Regions from separate parts of the Sus scrofa genome. Here regions 1 and 3 are each linked to region 2. Evidence: chromatin contacts called from public Hi-C and HiChIP or PLAC-seq data. All regions are on one chromosome and are shown on one strand. The core of a region is the stretch at or near the end of the contact, and the rest is flanking DNA. Distances in the headings are between cores, read along the strand shown. Region 1 holds the start of ARHGEF10L (rho guanine nucleotide exchange factor 10-like protein). Region 2 overlaps ARHGEF10L (rho guanine nucleotide exchange factor 10-like protein). Region 3 has its middle 20 kb from the start of ARHGEF10L.

Region 1 (4,704 bases), core at 2,112-4,611, 77 kb before region 2:
GGGTGAAGAGGGGGGTTGGTGAGGATTCAAAGGTTGGAAAGGACCTAACCCCTCCCTATGTTGGGGAGGTGCCCGAGGGCCTGGCATGTAGTGGGAACTTAGATTCTGTGTTTATTTTTTTATTTTTATTTTATTTTTGGCCACGTGAATGGCAGGTGGAAGTTTCCCAGCCAGGGATCAAACCTGCACCACAGCAGTGACAACAATGCCAGATCCTTAACCTGCTAAGCCACCAGGGAACTCCAAGATTCTGTCTTTACAGCATCCAAGTTTAGCCTCAGTTAGTGGCAAGCTCAGCATGTAAGTGTTTAAGGGCTGCACAGATGGAGGAGCAGACTGGGGGTAAAGGGCCCCCTTGGTGAGACGGGGGCTCTCCGGGGCACTGGATCAGCGAATAAATAAGTTGCTGTGGGTAAGCATAGTCACTGCTGGCACACAGGAGCTCCCAAAATGCTGCCCTGCTGCCTCACCTAGCAGAGCGTTGCTCAGGCAACCAGTTATGTGTGGGTGGCAGAAAGCAAGCCTCCCCTGATCTCTTGGAGGGACCCACAGTTTGGACCAAAGAAACAGAGGTGGGTTTATCGAGTTTTTCCTGAACTCATGGCTTTTTCTCAACGAATATCCAGCCCCTCCTCTGCCCCCCGGGTCTTGGGGGTGGATAGAGAGGGGAAGGGCCAGAGAAGAGAGGACCCACAGAGAACAGAAGAGGAAATTCTAGAGGCCTGTGTACCCTCAGAAGTTGGGGGATGGACTGGTGGTCCAGGTTTCCGAAGAGAAACACCGGGAGTGACTCTGGCCTCTCCCACCATGACTTTTGGTGACGGCTCTTCTGGGAGCCAAAGGCCCAGGCCAGCCCTTCTGGGTGGGAGAAGGCAGTGTCCTCTTGGGTGGGGTTCTGGGAACAAACAGGCAGCCTCCCAACAGTGGCAGCCTCTCCTGGCCCAGGGTTGAGGGAAGATGCTAGAATGGAGGTGAGGGAGGTGGTGGTGGATGGCATCTTTCCTCTCAAGGCCCCTGGACCCAGGAATCATTCCTTTGGACCCTGGCCAGGCCTGCTTGAAGGAAGAGCCCTCCCCTCCTGCCATTCTGCAGGTGGACGGGCTACTTCTCCTGGCTTCCTCTTGCTCACACTTTAAGCCCTGATAGTAATGGCAGCGAAGCTCTAGCGATGACAGAGGGGTTTCCTGGCAGCCCAGTGCTTTTCCAGGTGCTTAAATTCTTCGTGATCCTCGTCACCTCCCTGTGGAGCTAGGACTCAGACTGGGGCCACCTGCCTCTCGTCCAGGGCTTGGCAGCTTCCTGGGTGGGAACCCAGGGAACCCAGCCTGGGGTTACTTTCTCCCGTGGGGCAAAACTTCCAGCCCTGCTAGGGTCTGCCGAGCTCCTTGTGCCCCAGGCTCTCCAAAGGCCCCAGTGTCCCTCAGCCTTTGATTCAAAATACCCATCTAGGAGTTCCCTCTATGGCTCAGCAGGTTAAGAACCCGACTGGTATCCATGAGGATGCAGATTCAATCTCTGGCCTTGCACAAGAGGTTAAGGATCTGGGGTTGCTGCAAGCTGTGGTGTAGGTCACAGATATGGCTGGGATCCAGCGTTGCTGTGGCTGTGGTGTAGGCTTCACTGCAACTCTGATTTGACCCCTGGCCTGGGAACCTCCATATGCCGCAGGTGGTGTGAGAAGTGACGTAATGTCTTTTCTATCAAAGGAAATCTTGGTGACTCTGTTTTGCTCTGGTTTCAGCTGAAACGCCCTCCTGTGACCCCCTCCTCTTTCCCTCTTCTCTCAGCAACAGTTTGTTTCAATTAGCCAACTGGGAAGAAGGTGTGCCCTGACCTGACGCATGGGAAGGGGACAGGTACATCACCTGTGTTAGGGATACATCGGGAGGGTCTTTTCTTTTTTGCGTGCTTTTTGAGCACCCACGCCCCCCTGTAGAAGTAAAGAGTCTTGTCAAGATCTCCCCTTGTCCATGTGTCTCATTTTCTGACACTGATGATCTGGGCCATCTCCCCAACAGCGGGACAGTAAAACAAAAACAAAACCCATCCACGGCCCTCTGTGATCTTGGGCAAGTTACTGATCTCTCAAAAGCCTGACCTTCCTTCTCTGTAAAAGGGGGAGACTTTTTGTGAGGCTTATATGAAGCTATTCATGAAGAGATTTTTAGTGGATAAACATGCAGAAGCCAAAACCCAGGCTTATCATCATCCGCTGGGGCAGGTGTCAATGAACTTTCCCGGTAAGGCCAGACAGCCAATGCTGTTGGTCTTACAGACCCTCTGGTGTCTGCCATTACTCAATTTTGCCTTTGTCTCTCCAGAGCAGCCAAGGACAATAAGCAAATGAGCATGCCCAAGTTTCAATAAAACTTTATTTACAAAAACAGATGCAGGGCCAGCTTTGGCTCAAGGTAGTTTGCTGAGCCCCAATCTAAGACCTCGAGGCTCCATTGCCTCTGTCTCATAACAGAAGGTGGAGCAGCGTCGGGTCAGGTTTGGTGTGAAGTTCAGGCTGTCTGTGAGCATTGTTTTGTCTGGGCTGCAGTGTGCAGTGGTTTGACGGGGCATCTCAGTTCCCAGACCAGGGATTGAACCCCGGTCGTAGTGGTGAGAGTGCCAAGTCCTAAACACTAGACCACCAGGGAACTCTCTGTCAATGAGCCTTTAAAGGGCTGAGGCTGATCTCCTTTGAGACCTCATCCTGGGATCTCAGGAACACGTGATTCGGGCAGAGTAAGTGTTTGAGGTTAAATGACTTCTTTTCCTGGTGTCCAGATCCTCATGCTTTTAATGAGCTCAGCAGATGTTTGGCGAACATGTGGGGGTGATTAACACCAGCAATGAGAATGCCAATAGGGCCAGCCCTCAGTGTACCATCCCGCTGTCCCAAAAAGGCATCCTTGTAATCAGAGCCACCTATTGTCTGTCTCCTAGCAACCGGGATTCCAGCGCCCTATCCCTACACAGTCTCATTGAATTCTTATAAGAGCCCCATCATGTCGGTACTCTAATAATGACTCCTGTTAAACAAGAGGGAAACTGAGGCTTGGAGGGACAAGGCCACACAGCCGGAAAGGGCAAGGATGCAAACCTGAAAGCTTCCAACTTCAGAGTCGTGGTTGTTGTTGTTGTTGTTTTTTTCCACCTTCTCTGGTCACAAGGCTCCTGGTTCGTGGATGAACCTCCCACCCTGCCCTGTGCCCAGGCCCTGTGCCCTTTCCTGGGCCAGCAGGTAGCTGTCGCGACTCAGTCCTTCTGCTCCGAGCCCCCTTTTAGAGCCCCCCCTCCCCGGTTCACACCCCTCCTCCCTTCCTCACCCAAACAACTTCCTGGCCCAGCCCTGCCTGCCTGGCTTGACTCGGTCCAGCCCTTCCTTGTGGGCTGCCAGGAGCCTCCTCCCATCCTCCTGCCCGCCCGCCTGGCAGGTCTGGCAGGTGAGTGACTCACCCCTGGGCCCACTGCACGCCCAGCGAGGGGAGCCAGTGGATGTGACCCCCTGGGCTCCTGCCCATTCTGCCAGCCGCTGCGACAGACGAGACCCTTCCCTGCCGTGGGGGCCTGCCCGCATCACCCGTGCTCCCTTCTTCCTCGGTTGGAGTTGGACGGCACAGAATCCAGGTCAGGCTTTTGGTGTTTCGCCATCTCTGTCCTTTGCTGGGCTGGAGGAGGACACTTTGGCGGTCTCTGGGTGTGTGTCTGGGTCTCGTTGTCGTCAACACCCTTGGGCTCTGGGCCTGGGGACACCCTGCTCTGTCCCAGGTGGTGGTGGGGCTCGGAATGCCTTGTGTGGCACTCGGGAGAACTCGGCTGGGAGCCTCGGGGATCATGACCTTGACCCTCACGGAGCAGGTCGGGGCAAGGCGGGGGTGAGGAAGGCAGAGGGAGCCGGGCAGGGGTGTGTGGCAGTGGGAACTTTGCCCGCCTCCCTTCTAAGGTCACAGAGTTTGATAGCTGCAGCTGGATACGGCCTCAGAGGACACCCAGCTCAGTGGCATCATTTTACTGCTGGGAAAACTGAGGCCCCAGGGAGAGGGACTAACTCTAGGTCATTCTGTGAGTCAGAGGCCAGAGGGGCTAGCTGCTCCCCCCACCCCCTCCCCCCCTGTGCTCCTTCCCTGCCCCTTAGCGCCTGCCCCTCTGTTTCTGCCCCCAGCCCATCCTGGCAGCCCTCTCTTACCTCCTCCTATCCTGGCCGCGTTAGAAGAAACACACTGCGCACGGTTTCATGGGTGTGATGTCATGGGCTCAGAGTTGGAAGCGTTTTAAAGGTCACCCCGGTTGTTCTGGCTGTGAGTCTCAGACAGGTGGCCATTTAGCCCCGACTTGAGTATCTCCGGTGACGGAGAGCTCACTGCTTGCGGAGGCAGCAGTTTCGTTTGTGGGGCCAGCGTCTGGCGAAGGATGGTATCATGCTTGCTGGGCACTTGCCTTGTGCCAGGCGCTTTGCTAAGCTAGTATGTGACATGTATGAACCCACTGAATCCTCCCAGCACCCCATGAGGTAAGTTTTATTATTATCGTTCTTGTCTATAGCTGAGGAAGCAGGCACAGAGAGGTTAAGTAACTTACTCGAGATGTCACAGCTTGAAGAAAGGGGACCTGAGATTTGAAGCTGGGCAAGCCTGGGTCTAGAGCCCAGTGGAGCCCTGAGTTCTGTCGCTTGGTTGCTGTTGCAGGGCCAGAATGATGAGGCTTCCAGGGCTC
Region 2 (4,491 bases), core at 831-3,330:
CCTCAGGGACCAGTGGCCCTGTCACCTGGTGAGGGGCTGCCTGTGGCTTCAAGGCATCAGCTGTCCTGTCCTCCCTGCTCACTGGGCCCGTTTCTTGGCCCACAGGGCGCCAGTTGTGCTGAGCAATGGGGAGGCCGTGGATGCAGCTTTCTCCGGGGTCCATCGCTCCAGCTGGAGGCGGAAGAGCTCCCGTCGCAGTGAGTGCCCAGACCCCAGGTCTCAGCCCCAGGAGGGTGGTGCCAGGATGGGGCCCAGAGCTGATGGGGGCTCATGCAAGCCAAGGGCTCGTCCTTGTTGCATGGCTGCTGTGGGCTTGGTGGCTGCTATGAGGTGACTCGGCCATTGCCCACCCTTGAGAGTGGCCCCCTTTGTCACTTGATGAGATCTGTGGCCCAGGAGTAGGTCATGCATTCAGCTGTTCCTCTGTCCCCTCAGTACTTCCGAAGGTGATCTGGTGGTGGGTGTACCCTGGTGACCAAGATGGGGTCCCTCTGGGAGCTAAACCAGACACACAGGCAGGCAGATACCACAGGTGCTGGGTTGGGGGGGATTAGGAGAGCCCAGGAGTCCTGAAGGCAGAGAGTGAAGGAGCAGGGGTCAGGGTGAGTGTGGCCAGGCTGAGGGGGAGCCTGTGCTGGAGCCCGAGGGCGAGGGGATGCCGGGCACATGGGAAGCAGCCAACCTGGGCGCGGTGGAGGGAGGGCCCAAGGGGTGAGCAGGCCAGGCGAGGCTGCCTTCTCCCCAGCTCCTCCTGGGGTGTGGGGGGCCTTGGAGGCTGCACTTTCCTGAAGGCAAAAGGGAGTCACGAGAGGCCCTAGGAAGCCATGAGAGCGCCATGCGGCCATGTGTGCATTTCAGTCCTGTCACTGTGGGATGGGGTGATGCTCTGAGACAGGTGGGTGGGCTGGAGGCTGACCAGGAGAGGGAGGCTGATGGCTGGAGCCAGGGACCTGGAGTGAGATGGGCAGGTTTCAGAGCCGTGTGGGAGGCAGAATCCATGGAGGGGTGGGGTGGGCAGGTGAGGAGATCTGACTGGGCTCTGGGGGCCCTGGGACCGTAGGAAGCAATGCAATTAGGACAGTGGGGACTTCAGAGTCTGGTCCTATGCAGGTGAGGACAGACTCCCATTGAGGGTGGGGACTGCTTTTCCAAACCCTACCTCTGCAGGGGCTCCATGCCCCTAAAGGGGGCAGAGATTGGGTGCACAATTTCGGAGCGGGGGGGGGGGGGAACAGCTCATTAAATGTTCCATCCCTGGAGCTGCTAACAGGGGCAGGCTGTGAGCTCTGCCCTGCTCCTAGCCTGCCCAGCAAAATGATAGGGGAGCCATGTGCTCATTTGCTGAATGTTTCACCAATCAGGACCCCGCTGGCTGAGTTCTGTGGGACACCCCTTCACCCCACTCTCCAAATCCTTTTCCCTACACCGGGACATTTCCTGTACTCCCTACAGCCATCTTGCCCTCCCCCACCTCTGGGTGGGTAGGAGCTGGCTCCTTCTGGGGTAGTCGTGGGGGCCTGGGCAATAGAAGAGGCTTCCGGGCCCCAGGGCACAAATGCTGGGTCTGCTTCATGCTCCCTGCAAGTGCCATCGGCCAGATGGGCCGGCCTGCGGGTGGCCGGGAGGCGGATGGAGTGTGCTTCGGTCACTGGGAGGGCGCCTTGGAGGGGCTGGAGGGCGAGAAGAGGCAGCGGAACCCGGTCCTCTGAGCGCAGTGGCAGGCCGGGGCTCCCCAGGGGCTGGGCTGCAGGATGCTGGCCCAGCTGAGCCGCGGGGATGCGGGCGGGAGGGAGCCGCCAGCTGGTGCAGTCCTGGTGTCACTCCGGCTGCCGCCTCCCGCCTGGGCCGCCAGAGCCGGGCTCGAGCTCTCCTCCTCTCCCTTCTCTCCCAGTCGAGAGGTTTACTTTCCCCGCCCTGGAGGAAGATGTGATTTACGACGACGTCCCCTGCGAGAACCTGGACGCTCATCAATCCGGTAAAGTCTCCTTCGGGCGTCCTTGTTTCTCTCCCGACGGACCGGGGGGCGGGGGGGCGGGGCCGGGGGAGGGTCTTTCCTTGCGCGTCTTCCGTGGCCCCACCCAGTCCATGGCCCCGCCTTCTTGCTTTAAAAAACCCCTGCGCTCTTCCCGGGAGCGTCGGGAGACCGCGGAGGGCGGGGCCGGGCTGGGGCTGGGGAGGGGTTAGGGCGTCCAGGGCAGGGGCACCCTGGGCTGTGGGTCCCCAGGCCACTCTTTCACGTCTCCGTCTCCATTCCTCCTGAAAATGGTTTAAGAGCCCCAGAGCTGTTGAGAAGGACAGTTTATTAAAGCTGACCGGTGAGGCCTGGGCCCTGCTCTGGGGCGAGGCCCGCGGTGAGCAGGGAGGGCGGGGAGGTGGTGGCCACAGAGGGGAACAGAGCCGGGGAGGGTGAGTCCTGCCGGAACTGGGCCCCACATACTCACCTGGCTGGAGGGGGGACTCTCCAGGGAGGAGGGCTAGTTCATGTCCCTTCACAGCCAGAGCCATCTTTGCTGGAACACCTTATGCCAGCTGCTCTTCATGTTTTGTCCCCAAACTTCGCTTAGAGTCTTACTTCCTTATTCTTGAGAGGAGGAAACTGTAGAGGGGGGATTCCAATCTGGGTCATTCTGAATCCAAGTCCAATGCTCTGTGCCCTACCCCCCAAAGGACTTGGGTGGCATTTTATGATGGATGAAGCACATTTGCTCCCCCTATTCAGTGACCCCGTGATGGGGCAGGGTTTATGGCTCCAGGTGACAGTCACATCAGAGAGGTTAAGCCACCAGCCCCACATCACACAGCCAGAACTGGAATAGACATTTGCCTGACTCTGCTTTTCCTACTATTCTGCCTGCCTTTAGGGGCTCCCCATCTAGAAGAGGAAACATCCCCTGCCTTTGAGGAGTTCTCAGTCTGACAGGGGCGACCAGGACCATCCTGGGGCAGCGTATAATCCAATGGGAGAGACACACAGACAACACGACTCCATCTGAGGGCCCACAGAGGGACACTCCTGATGTCTGTTCCAGGAACAGGGGTGGTGGGCCAGTGATACACGCATCTATCTGGCAAGCCCCGAATGGACCTGGGCCTGTTCCTGCTTGTAGCTCATGCAAATCCAGGAGAGTGGGAACGGGCGGCTGTATGCAGGTCCCAGAGCTGGTAGATCTGAGCAGCCTGAGGCTGTCATTTGACCCATTTGGGCTGTTCTCCCATCTGAATCAAATCAACCACTGAAGACTTGGCCACAGTCTGCACTGGGCACCATCGTGTCCTCAGGATGTGGGGTCTGGCATGTCCTGCAGTTTACTCTGAGGCAGACAAGAGCAGGTGGTCTGGGAGCCAGCTCTGCACCTACAATTTGAGGACCAGAACCCCTGCCCCAGGACCCCCCACTCTCAGAGCTGTGGGAGGATTGGGTCCCAGAGGCTGTGGCCGGCCCTCAGCAGGTGCACGGCACAAGGATGCTGTTGTTAGGAGTGTCATACCTGCCGGGGCCCAGCACTGACCTGTGCAGCCTGTGACGAGGTTTTCCGCCGAGATGCAGGCAGCATGGGCCAGTGGACACACACAGCCCTGGGTTCAAATCCTGGCTGCTGCTGATTCTCTGTGCTTTGGGCCTCGGTTTCTTCATGTGGAATCAGATTATCATTCTGACCTCATAGGCCTTTGGGGAGGATTGCACCAGAGGACTTCTGCTTAATCCCTCAGGCCTCAGTCAAGGCATCTGCCCAATTGGGCAATAATAGCTTTCTCCTTGGGGGTTGTGAGGACGCCAGGAGATGACTGATGTAGAGCATGGGCGGGCGATGGTAAGAGCTTTGAAAGGGGGCCGTGATCTTGAGCATTAGGGAAGCGCCAGGCCCCCAGGAGGCAGGGGAGGCAGAGGGCAGGGACCAGACTGCTCTGAGGCCCAAGAAAGCTGAAGAGTTGGCACCGACTCAGGAATCTGTGACCCTGTCTCCACTGGAGAGAGGAGCCCGGGGGATCAGGAGCATGGTGGAGCCTTCATCGAAGACAATGGATGGAGCCCCCTCCCTGCTCACTGCCTGACCTTGGGCCAACACCTGTCTTCCCTGGGCATCGTTTCCTCATTTGACTAATAGGAGAGGGTGATGATTTGCACCCTGCTGGCCCCAGAGGGCTGCTGGGAGAATCCGGCATGTAGATGTGGGTGGGCGGGGCCAATGCCCCTTGGAAGCCGGGAGAAGCAGATGCTGCTTGTAGTGTGGTTCTTCCTCGGGGGCAGCCCCAAACTGGGCTCCTGGGTCACGGGGCCTCCGCTGCAGGCATAGGACAATCAGCCCAGCCTTATAAAGGTTACAGCTTGGTCACCAGCTGCTCTGTTCCCTGGAGACGTTAGTCAGTATCATCTTTTGCTTAAAAATAACCTCGGGCTCCCTCCTAATTCTGGGATCCAAGCCTTCAGCTAAGCCCCGTGTGTCTGTTTTGCTCTTTGGCTGACAATCTTCCCAGACCTCTCCCCTACCC
Region 3 (4,699 bases), core at 1,162-3,661, 97 kb before region 2:
CTGGCTCTGGCACAGAGCTCCTAAAACTCTCGTCATTTCCTATAGAAAAGCCATAGGTGGCATCTTCTGTTGTAATATTTACTTTTGTCCTCTGAAATAGCTCCAGAATGATAAAAGAGAAATGGCTGTCTCTTGGGGTTCCCAAACAAGCGCTTTTCAGCCACCCCTGAATTTATGTTCATCAGGTGACTTGGAAAACCCCTAAGGATGGGGACTGGTCGCCTGGGACACCACCCAAAATTGGAAGGTTGGAACCTTTAGCCCCGCCCCTCAGCTTCCCTCTACCTCCAGGAGGGGGGCGGTGCTGGAGATAGAGTTTGCCACCAATGGCCGATGGTTTAATGAATCATGCCAATGTAACAGAGTCTCCATCACAGAGTTTGGAGCGCTTCTGGGTCAGTGAACCCTGGGAAGTGCTGGAAACCTGGTGCCCCTTCCTTACATATGTGGCTTTCTGCATATTTCCCAGGCTAGGGGTCGAATTGGGGCTGCAGCTGGTGGCCTATACCACAGCCACAGCAACGCGGGATCCCAGCCGCATCTGCGACCTACTCCATAGCGCACGGCAATGCTGGATCCTTAACCCACTGAGTGAGGCCAGGATTGAACCTGCGTCCTCACGGATGCTAGCGGGGTTCATTAACCGCGGAGCCATGAAGGGAACGCCGCTTTCTGCATCTCTTCCTGAGGGCTGTTCCTGAGTGGTATCCTTTTTATGATAAATCAGTGGTCTAGTAAGTGAACTTTTTCCCGAGTTCTGTGAGCCATTCTAGCCAATTAATCAAATGTAAGGAGCGGGGCATGGGAACCTTTGATCTATGCCTGTGGGTCTGGAGCACAGGTAACAACCTGAACTTCATTTAGTGTCTGAAGTGTGGGTGAGCAGTTTTTTGGGACTGAGCCCTGAACTTGATCTGATGTGAACAGCAGGTAGACAGTGTCAGGATGGAGCTAAATTGTACAACATGCAGCTGATTTTGAACAATTTTTTTAAACTTTTTTTTTGGGGGGGCATGCCCATGGCACATGGAAGTTCTTGGGCCAGGGATCAAGCTCTGCCCACAGCAGTGACGTGAGTGACAGCAGTGACAATGCTAGATCGTTAACCTGCTGAACCACCAGGGAACTCCTGGTTTTTTTAATTGAAGTGCAGTTAATTTACAATGTTGTCTTAGCTTCTAGTAGACAGCAAACGGGTACAGTTATACATATATATATTCTTTTCCACTACAGTTTATTAAAAAAATATTGAATGTAGGTCCTTGTTGTTTATCTATTTTATCTATTTTATATACAGTAGTTTGTATTTGCTAATCCCAAACTCCTAATTTATCCTCCCCTACCCCTTCCCCCCTTTAAAAAATTTTTATTTTGCTTTTATGACAGTAGAGTCGATTTACAGTGTTATGTCAAATTCTGCTGTACAGCATAGTGATCCAGTTATACATACATATATATATATACACACACACATTCTTTTTTTTTTTTTTTTTTTAGGGCCCCGCCTGCAGCATATGGAGGTTCCCAGGCTAGGGGTCCAATCGGAACTGTAGCTGCTGGCCTGCACCGTAGCCACCGCAATGCCAGATCCGAGCTGCATCTGTGACCTACACTATGGCAATGCTGTATCCTTAACCCACTGAGTGAGCCAGGAATTGAACCTGCATCCTTATGGATGCTAGTTGGGTTGGCTAACCACTGAGCCACAAGGAGAACTCCAGCACCATTCTCTTAGCTCAAAAATTTCCCTCCCCACTTAGCTCTTGAGAATCGTTATCTTTCCTGGGTTTGTAAATAGCCCTGACTTGTGTGCCTTGGGCTAATGCAGGGGTTTTTCAGGCATTATTGCTATTTGCAGCCCTGGAAAGTCTTTGCCACGCCATCCTGTGCACTGGAGACGTTTAGCAGCCTCCCTGGACTCCACCCACCAGATGCCAAGGGCATCGCCTCTCAGTTATGACAACCGGTCTCCAGACATTGCCAGATGTTTCCTGGGAGCAAAGTCTCCTCCCCTGGTTGAGAATTACCCAGTTCCTGGAAAGAATTATTTTCAGCTGTGGTAGCAGGAAGGGGGCTGGAGCAGGGCCCCTCCAGGAGAGGCGACCAGAACCAGATGTACCACTTTGATCATTACACTGAAGCCCACTTTACAGCCACGTGTTTTATATCTGGCGGGGGCCTCAGTGACTGTTTTCTTCATTGTTATAAACTATCCTGGGGTGGTGGTGGTGGGGAAACAAGTCAGAGAATTGCCAGGTTTCCTCAGTCCAGTGAAAGGTGATGACATGTGAGTGATGTCTTGATTAGCGAAGAAGGAGCTGATTCCACCGAGGAAAGGGGTTGAAGGGGGAGTTAGGAAGTTCTGATCCTGGCCCAGATCTAGATGGCTGTGTGGCTTCAGGCGAGTCACTGAACCTCTCTGAGTTGTGATGATCAAATGCACCTAGAGATGAGAGGTGCCCAGGAGACTGCGTCGTCTGTAATTGGTCTGCCAAACACATGCAAATTCTCCATTTTTTTTTTTTTTTTGGGTCTTTTTCTAGGGCCGCACCTGTGACATAGGGCGGTTCCTAGGCTAGGGGTCCAATCGGAGCTGTAGCCACTGGCCTACGCCAGATCCACAGCAATTCGGGATCCGAGCCGCGTCTGCAACCTACACCACAGCTCACGGCAACGCCGGATCCTTAACCCACTGAGCAAGGGCAGGGATCGAACCTGCAACCTCATGGTTCCTAGTTGGATTTGTCAACCACTGAACCACGATGGGAACTCCAAAATTCTCCATTTTAATTAATTAATTAATCATTCATTCTCAGGACGTTCCCAGGCTAGGGGCTTGGATCGGAGCTGCAGCTGCTGACCTACACCACAGCCACGGCAACATGGAATCTGAGCCGAATCTGCAACCCACATCACGCAGCCTTCGGCAACATTGAATTCTTAACCCCCTGAGCAAGGCCAAAGATTGAACCTGCATCCTCATGGATCCTATGTTGGGTTCTCAACCCGCTGAGCCACAACAGGAACTCCACATTCTCCTTTTAAACTCTGAATAATGATGAACATGATGGCAACCAGAGTTTCCTAATAGCTTTGTGATGGTGAAAACTGCAAAACCAAAACCAAATACAAGGATTGCCCAGCCAGTGGTAGATGAATTCATGAGCGCAGATTCCTGTCTGGCAATTATGCTGTGCAAGCAGTGCTCGGAGCTTGTGCCTCTTTCTAAAAAGGAGAAGAATCAAAGGGTTAGAAGGAAGCCCGAGAGGTCATTCATGACTTCCTGCTCGTGCTGAACTGGCTCCACTGTTCTTAGAAAGTTTGATGTTTTCTTAAAAATGGGGGAGATGAAAGAAATGCATGCATGGGTACACGCGCTCGTGCACACACGCATACACGCGGTAGATTTCAAGAAAGGGTTGACAGCTCCGTGTCCTTTATTGCAGTGCCAGTGCACTGTACCCACCCAGCCCCCTGCAAGCCCCTGATAAACAAATCTATAAAGTTATGTTGGAATGGGGTTGGGAGTTGGAAATCACACCCAGCTTTGCAGATGGCGCAATGGCCGGAGGAAGAGTGGGAGCTGCTTTGAACAAGTACCAAAAAGAAAATAACAAGTTAGTTCTCGCTTGACTAATAGGGACTGAGAAAGCGAGCCAGACCCACCGAGTAATTGACCACCTGGGGCTGAGGGATTTGAAGCTCGTTTCTTCTTGGGGTTCTGATTAGAGTCCTGGATTTGAAGATCTGAAAAAACCAGATCCTCTCTCAACTCCTCTCCTTCCATCTTCCCTCCCTCCCTCCTTCCTTCCATCTCACCCCTCCCTCCCTCCACCCAATGTTACCAAACAGGCAAAACCAGTGAGTTAAATGCCACCCAAGCTGCTCTCAGCCAGTCTCTATTAGTGAGATGAACCTTTCTTTTTATTTCTTTATTTTGTCTTTTTTAGGGCTGCACTCGAGGTATATGCGGGTTCCCATGCTAGGGGTCGAATTGGAGCTACAGCCACACAGCTACCGGCCTACGCTGCAGCCACAGCCACAGCAATGTGGGATCCGAGGCACGTCTTCGACCTACGCCACAGCTCATGGCAACACCGGATCCTTAACCCACTGAGCAAGACCAGGGATCGAACCTGTGTCTTCATGGATACTAGCCAGATTTATTTCCTCTGAGCCACGACAGGAACGCTGAGATGAACCTTTAAATCACCTGTATTCCCAGGACACAATTTACATTTTAATGGAAGGATTATTTTTTTTATTTTTATTTTTTTTTGTCTTTTGTCTTTTTTGTTGTTGTTTTGTTGTTGTTGTTGTTGTTGTTGCTATTTCTTGGGCCGCTCCCGCGGCATATGGAGGTTCCCAGGCTAGGGGTCGAATCGGAGCTGTAGCCACCGGCCTACGCCAGAGCCACAGCAACGTGGGATCCGAGCCGCGTCTGCAACCTACACCACAGCTCACGGCAACGCCAGATCGTTAACCCACTGAGCAAGGGCAGGGATCGAACCCGAAACCTCATGGTTCCTAGTCGGATTCGTTAACCACTGCGCCACGACGGGAACTCCCGGATTATTTGCATCACTATCCATTTTCTACAGTTTCCTGAGCTGTAAGTTACCTTCAAGACTAAGAAAGGTGGAGGGTGGCTGCAGGTTGGAACACCTACTGCAATTTCAAAATCTTTCAGAATTTTCCC

What was found. A called contact is a pair of places that touch in the nucleus more often than the background predicts. HiChIP or PLAC-seq counts read pairs in DNA pulled down with a chosen protein or histone mark.
Region 1: an H3K27ac HiChIP or PLAC-seq map of skeletal muscle shows a contact between it and region 2. The contact joins the promoter of ARHGEF10L here to the enhancer-like site in region 2. A contact is called at or near these places in 3 of 5 promoter capture datasets (fetal liver, fetal skeletal muscle and liver), 24 of 47 Hi-C or Micro-C datasets (alveolar macrophages, embryonic fibroblasts, epiblast stem cells and 13 more) and 2 of 2 datasets of contacts at active chromatin or transcription factors (alveolar macrophages and skeletal muscle).
Region 3: a contact with region 2 is called in a Hi-C map of retroperitoneal adipose tissue, with 2.6 times the contacts expected there. The contact joins two enhancer-like sites. A contact is called at or near these places in 3 of 5 promoter capture datasets (fetal liver, fetal skeletal muscle and liver), 25 of 47 Hi-C or Micro-C datasets (alveolar macrophages, brain, embryonic fibroblasts and 14 more) and 2 of 2 datasets of contacts at active chromatin or transcription factors (alveolar macrophages and skeletal muscle).

Annotation. Positions count from the first base shown.
Region 1 is chr6:76,060,851-76,065,554 of Sscrofa11.1, forward strand. It overlaps ARHGEF10L (rho guanine nucleotide exchange factor 10-like protein), which reads left to right and starts at 3,362. Exons shown (of 27, transcript XM_021095452.1): 1 at 3,362-3,618.
Region 2 is chr6:76,139,616-76,144,106 of Sscrofa11.1, forward strand. ARHGEF10L (rho guanine nucleotide exchange factor 10-like protein) reads left to right here. Exons shown (of 27, transcript XM_021095452.1): 5 at 106-197; 6 at 1,892-1,975. Among named protein-coding and RNA genes, the nearest start is that of ARHGEF10L, 78 kb to the left of the region's middle. Within about 2 kb of position 2,081, at least 50 of the 83 cell types and tissues checked have an H3K27ac peak or open chromatin away from gene starts, as enhancers often do. A contact at or near this core is called in alveolar macrophages, embryonic fibroblasts, fetal liver and 5 more, where this site is marked.
Region 3 is chr6:76,041,895-76,046,593 of Sscrofa11.1, forward strand. No RefSeq gene overlaps it. Among named protein-coding and RNA genes, the nearest start is that of ARHGEF10L, 20 kb to the right of the region's middle. Within about 2 kb of position 2,412, at least 1 of the 83 cell types and tissues checked has an H3K27ac peak or open chromatin away from gene starts, as enhancers often do. A contact at or near this core is called in retroperitoneal adipose tissue, where this site is marked.